2 separate regions of the Mus musculus genome follow, and region 2 is linked to region 1. Evidence: chromatin contacts called from public HiChIP or PLAC-seq data. All regions are on one chromosome and are shown on one strand. Each heading gives the region's core, a stretch centred on a gene start, on an enhancer-like site or on the middle of the called end of the contact. The rest is flanking DNA. Distances are from core to core; before and after follow the strand shown. Region 1 has its middle 16 kb from the start of Gm32742. Region 2 overlaps Arhgap20os (Rho GTPase activating protein 20, opposite strand).

The links. HiChIP or PLAC-seq counts read pairs in DNA pulled down with a chosen protein or histone mark.
Region 2: a contact with region 1 is called in an H3K27ac HiChIP or PLAC-seq map of regulatory T cell precursor, with 7 times the contacts expected there. The contact joins two enhancer-like sites. A contact is called at or near these places in 6 of 39 promoter capture datasets (the 3T3-L1 cell line, embryonic stem cells, liver and 2 more) and 2 of 115 datasets of contacts at active chromatin or transcription factors (double positive thymocytes and regulatory T cell precursor).

The regions. Positions count from the first base shown.
Region 1 is chr9:51,183,702-51,186,401 of GRCm38.p6, reverse strand. No RefSeq gene overlaps it. Among named protein-coding and RNA genes, the nearest start is that of Gm32742, 16 kb to the right of the region's middle. Within about 2 kb of position 1,326, at least 32 of the 459 cell types and tissues checked have an H3K27ac peak or open chromatin away from gene starts, as enhancers often do. A contact at or near this core is called in double positive thymocytes and regulatory T cell precursor, where this site is marked.
Region 2 is chr9:51,865,451-51,868,150 of GRCm38.p6, reverse strand. The region is part of intron 1 of Arhgap20os (Rho GTPase activating protein 20, opposite strand); the gene reads left to right. Among named protein-coding and RNA genes, the nearest start is that of Arhgap20os, 9.1 kb to the left of the region's middle. Within about 2 kb of position 1,285, at least 33 of the 459 cell types and tissues checked have an H3K27ac peak or open chromatin away from gene starts, as enhancers often do. A contact at or near this core is called in double positive thymocytes and regulatory T cell precursor, where this site is marked.

The DNA of each region.
Region 1 (2,700 bases), core at 77-2,576:
AGCCAGAGCTTTCTGAGAGCACTGCCAAGCTATAACTAAATCTAGTTCAAAAAACAAACCTTTTTACGTTGTAACAGAACAATACAGGTACCCCTGGCCAAGAAGCTGCCTTCTCAGAGACGGGCCACCATTCCCCCACCCCCACTTCAGATACCTGCAGTGCTGTGACACCTTTCCGGCTGTTCCATCCGTTTAGCAAAATGTCAGTGTGGGAGCAAACTGAGAAAGAGCATGTCTTTCATTTGCCAATTAGTCATGTAGCATTTGTAACAGCTCTTGTGTGTAATTTGTGCTGTCGTGTGTGTGTGTGTGTGTGTGTGTGTGTGTGTGTGTGTGTGTGTGTGTGTTGCATGCCATGTAAACTTTCTCTTTTCTTGTGGTTGGTTCTGTTATGTGGGTAAGGGCTGTCCTGTGTTCAGCTGGATTTCCGAGAGCCAAGGAAGGACACACCACATATATCTCATAAACTTTAGGAGGCATAATGATCCCAAGTTCAAGGTCATCGTCACCTACATGGTGAGCTCAAGGACAGTCTGGGCTACATTAGACCTTGTGTCTCAAAAACAAACAGGAGGAGGCGGGGGAAAGGGGGGAAGGAGGAGAAGGAGTAGACACAGAATGTTGCTGGATTGGCTTCTCCTAAAAGAGCTGATGGGACCCTTGGTGTTCTTCCAGGGTGACCAGGCAGGATCTATTGCCATGGGTTGTCCTCATGGCCCCTGCCTGCCCCACTGAGCTTCAGGGAATCCCTGCTACACTTTTCTCTTTCATCTTCATGGGAAACGGCAATTTTACCACACGTGGGTGTGTGATGTGAAGGCAGCAGCTGGTGTTCTTGTCTAGGCTGCTGCTTTGCTGTGCCTTTCCCTGCGCCTTCCTGAGAAGATAAGATCTGGACAGGCTTGTGGTTCTCTCCCACCGGCCCTTTAAGGTGATGCTAGGCCAAGTTCCCATTTCACAGGCCCCCTCCTCACCCTGTGTTTCTAATGAGCCCAGGCTCACTGGAACACAACAGTGGGATATGCAGCTTCCCAAAGCATAGGACAAGATCAAGGTCTCTGGGCTTCCCTTTCTTCTCCTAAGATCCCCAAGCAAAACCTACCCGCATGCCCTCCCAAGCCTACACCTCCCAAGGGGAGATGTGAAACCTGAGGTTGCTAGAGATGCTGCCGCCTTCCCAGCTGATGAGGTTGGGAGAATGAGTGCTTAAGGTTACAAAACACCTAAGATTTTAGGAAGAATCAACCAGTTCTGTAAGACTAACTAGCTAGTTCTGTAAGACTAACTAGCTAGTCCTTTTAACCCAGGAAGAAAGAAACCTTCAGTCACACCTCTTTTCTCTAAAGTTCCCCATCTCCTCCAACCCTCTTCAAAGCCCTTGGCTGTAAACAGGCCATTGGTACAGTTCACCCTGATGCTCCTTCATCCTGAGACATCACTGGAGGGAGATTAAAGCAGTTCTGTGTGCAGGACTCCCAAGGAAGGAGGGTAATGGACAGGGGGGTTATTTCTTTACTTAGAAGCATTAAGGCCGCCTGGCCCAGGACTCGGGCTGAACAGAGAGAAAAGCAGAGGTGGGGTTTGCAGTATGCATCTGTGAGAGCAGGAGTCTGGTGAGGCTGTGTCCCTGTGTGACCTGAGGACAGCCTCTACTGGTGGTGAGTCCAGCAACCTCCATTACCTAAGCCAGAGAAGCAGGCTGCACACTACATCCACCAGAGCATGGGGCCAGAAGCAGGGGGAGGGACAGCTCTGGGGCTGGAGGTGTGGACATCTATAGGAATAAGACAGCCTGAGTTTGGAAAACAGGAGGATAAGGCCTTCATTGTCACTTCCTTTCCTGGCCCTTCATGCAATAAACTTAAGTCACAGTCTCAGTCTCTGTCTGTCTGCCCATGACTCTCTGTCTGTCTCTGACTCTCTCCCAGCCACCCATTTCCTGTCCGCCCTCCCCTCTCCTCTTTTCTCCTCTCCTCAGTCATATCCATGACGTTCAATCTTAAGTACGTATGACTCTCATTTAGTGTCCCCCAAAATCCACTCACCCAGACCTCCAAGGAACCTGAAGTGACACCCTGAAGAACATGTCTGAGAATCAGTTGCACGACAGAGTAGAATAAGATGGGATGCTTCACACAAGCCCAGAGCAGGCTTTTGTTCTAGCATCCATGACTCTTCCTAGCATAGACTGACCCCCACCCCCACCCCACCCTGAAAAAAGGGCCCAGGTGTCTCCTCAGTGCAGCGAAGTGGGACCATGTGAGCACAGGCTCTGGCCCTAGCTCTCCTCAAACTGTATTCTAGTTCCATTCTCTGTGACTTTGCAAAAAAAAAAAAATGGATTTCTCTACACCCCATTCTCTCATGTGTAGAAAGGGGACAGAAATGATCTTTTATAGGACTAAGGGAGACAATGTGTACCTAGCAAGGGACTTGAACAGATCCAATGCTCAATCAGCAGTAGTCATTCTTCTTATTTTTACTACCATAAAAGTCATTGTTAGAACCCCCAACACTTCCCAGAGTCCCAATAAGCTACTATGGACACTGACACCATTTGCCCTGTTAACTAACCCTAAGGCAACCAGAATAGCTGAGGAAGGCTCTTACATCTTGAAGAGCATCTGATGACTTCAGTAATCCTGTCTTCCATCTTTGGTTGAAACCTACTCTTTTGGTTTTGTTTGTTTATTTGTGGTA
Region 2 (2,700 bases), core at 36-2,535, 680 kb before region 1:
TTAGTTAGGCAGGATATAGGGTATCCTATAGTTCAGGTTGGTTTCTTGAATCTCCTGCTACAGTTTCCTGCGTGCTGGGGTGACGGGATGCACCACCATCCCCTTCACACCATCATGCTATCATTTGATGAAGAGACATATTTAATTTTGATGACTGGCTCTTTTCCTTAATGAGTTGTCTAATTTTAAACTGAGAGGCACTTTCCAGCTCTCAGGTACAGTTGAGTAGGATCTGACGGCATGCAATATGATGGCAGCCTTCATCTTCTGAGGGTATAAAGCAGCCCAGGAGTGTGGCCCTGAGAAGGCTCAAACTTAGTGATTGTGAACCCCACAACAGTTCATTATCCTGCTCGCACTTCCTGATCCGTCTCCATCCTATGCAATTCCTATGAAACTCTTGCTCAAAAACGTCCTTTGCCTTTCTGTCCCCCTGAAGGGTTATGGAAAGGCAGAAGGGAAGATGGGAAAACTAAAATCTGACTCAATATGTATTTGCATTTCTAGAAAAATATCTCTAAGGCATGTTAGTCTGTGGAGCAGAATGCCTTGTGGAGCTTTGTGCAGGTAGGAAGGTCACACGAGAGCTAGAAGGTGACAACCAAGAGGACCCAACAGGAACTCCCAAGCAAGCGACCAAAGGCATCTATCTAGTCCTTTTACCTTTAATGGCTAAACAGTCCCACCAATCTAATTTTAAAATATACACCTAAAAAATTCTGAAAGAGCAAATAAAAAAAATCACAAAAATGCTAAAACATACTTTCCACAAACAATCTCGCTTCTATGATTTAAGTGGTTGATTTTCTCAGAAGGAAACACAGATCAAAGTCAAGGGCAGCAACACTGCCAGCAGACTGTACAGTTTTTTGGTCTTTTTTGTTTGTTTGTTTTGATTTTTTTTTTTCTGAAAAAGTTATGGGGCCTGTTTTTCCACCTTTGAGGAACCCCAGCAAGCTGTGGCCAAAATTCTGTTTTTTGCAGAAATGCCTTTGACCTAGACTGGCAGAAATTATGAAGAGAAAATTTTTCTCTACCCTTATTTTAAATTATTCACTTTTCTTCTCAGAGACCAAGAGGACATTGTGTGAAATGCAGTGTGGATGGAGGTCTTTCTATGTATGCTTCAGCATCTATAGAAAATGCCATTTCTTCTGGATTGAGGTGCACTTAAAAAGTCTAAAAGCTAAGAAAAGTCTTCTTTTTAACTTCCTCTGAGTTGATCTAACCACTGGAAAACACCTGTTCATATATTCGAATGTGGGCTCTGCCGCACTCCAGTTGGGCCTTCAAAGCCTATGAACCTGGAGGCCTGACTGCCTAACCACCTGCTAGAGGAGGAAATGAAGCTAGGCTGAAGACGTGGGAGGAGGGGTGGGCAGCTTAAAGGTCTTTCTCAATAGCGAGTTCAGCAAACAATGGGTGCTAAGGGAAAAGGGCCAATCTGGAGGGCTTCAAAGCCAGAGTTGCTTAGTTTTCTCTGTGCATCTGTGGGAGAAGGGAAGATGGGAGGTGGATGAGGAAGACAGCAAAGATAAGAAGCCATGGCCTGGTGTTTTGTTACAAAGCTGCCGTGAAGATGTGGAGACAGCTCTCATTATGCAATATGCCCACTGTAGACAGATAGGCAGGCGGCCTAGGGCCTTCATCTTCCTTAATCTCAGATTCTGAGAGAAAGCCTTTGTTGTAGACTGACCAGTCATTCACAGAGTAGGAGTGAGGCGAATGTCAGAGCCTTAGCTGGTCACTCTGAAAGAGAAGGGGAACCGAGCTCCCGGACTACCTGTCAGCCCCTCAGCATTACACTTTGTATGCTCCTTTGCCCTCAGAACCAAGCACCTTGCCTCCGAGGGATAGTGGGAAGGTCCCAGATCTTAGGCACGTCCCACCCAGACTTGTGGCACCTTAAGCTGGGTGAAGGGTAAAAGCCTAGTGGTCCAGCTGTTTACCGGGCACCAGGCCAGAGGTTTAGATTGGTGCCACACGACACAGAGTTATTTGATTGTAGATCAGCCACCTGTCCAGTGGCTGTATCCTGCACTCGAGACCATGTCAAAGGAAGGCAAGAATTCCTCTGAGAGCCAAATGAATCAGACATTGGCTGGCTTGCTTAGGACCAAGCATTGCTTTTGTGTCCTTAAAGAACCAAGGGTTTCTGTCCTATTACTATAGCTCAGAGTCCATGTGTGAAACCAGTGGTATGTGACACCTGGATAAAGGCCAGAGAAGTACCAGGGCTTTTGTGAGGACTGGAAGCCAAGCCGACAAGCTCAGACTCTCGGTGTGGAGAGGATTTGACATTTAAGCAGGGCCAAGGGAAGGCTGTCTCTGGGTCTCAACCTGGATGCATCTTGCCCCACTGGTTAGTCTCTAAGCATTGGGTGACCTGCTTTTCCAGTCAGCAACTGTGAGGAACGAATGTGGGCCATGGAGAAACAACGCCCTACTACTTCCTGCTTGCAGGACAACTGCCAGATGTGGCTCTATAGGTCATCTGAGGTTGGCCAGTAGGTTTCTTCGGTCACTTTGAATGGCTCTGGCTTTCATTGATACTTATAATTTTTTGACACAACCTGGAAGCAACAGAAGGAAAAATAGACCACAAAATACCTAAGCTGTCAGATCTACTCTCCTTCAGCTGCATACATGTCAAGCGTTCCAAATGTCTGGGCAATTTCCCGTTCTCCTCATTGCCAGGAA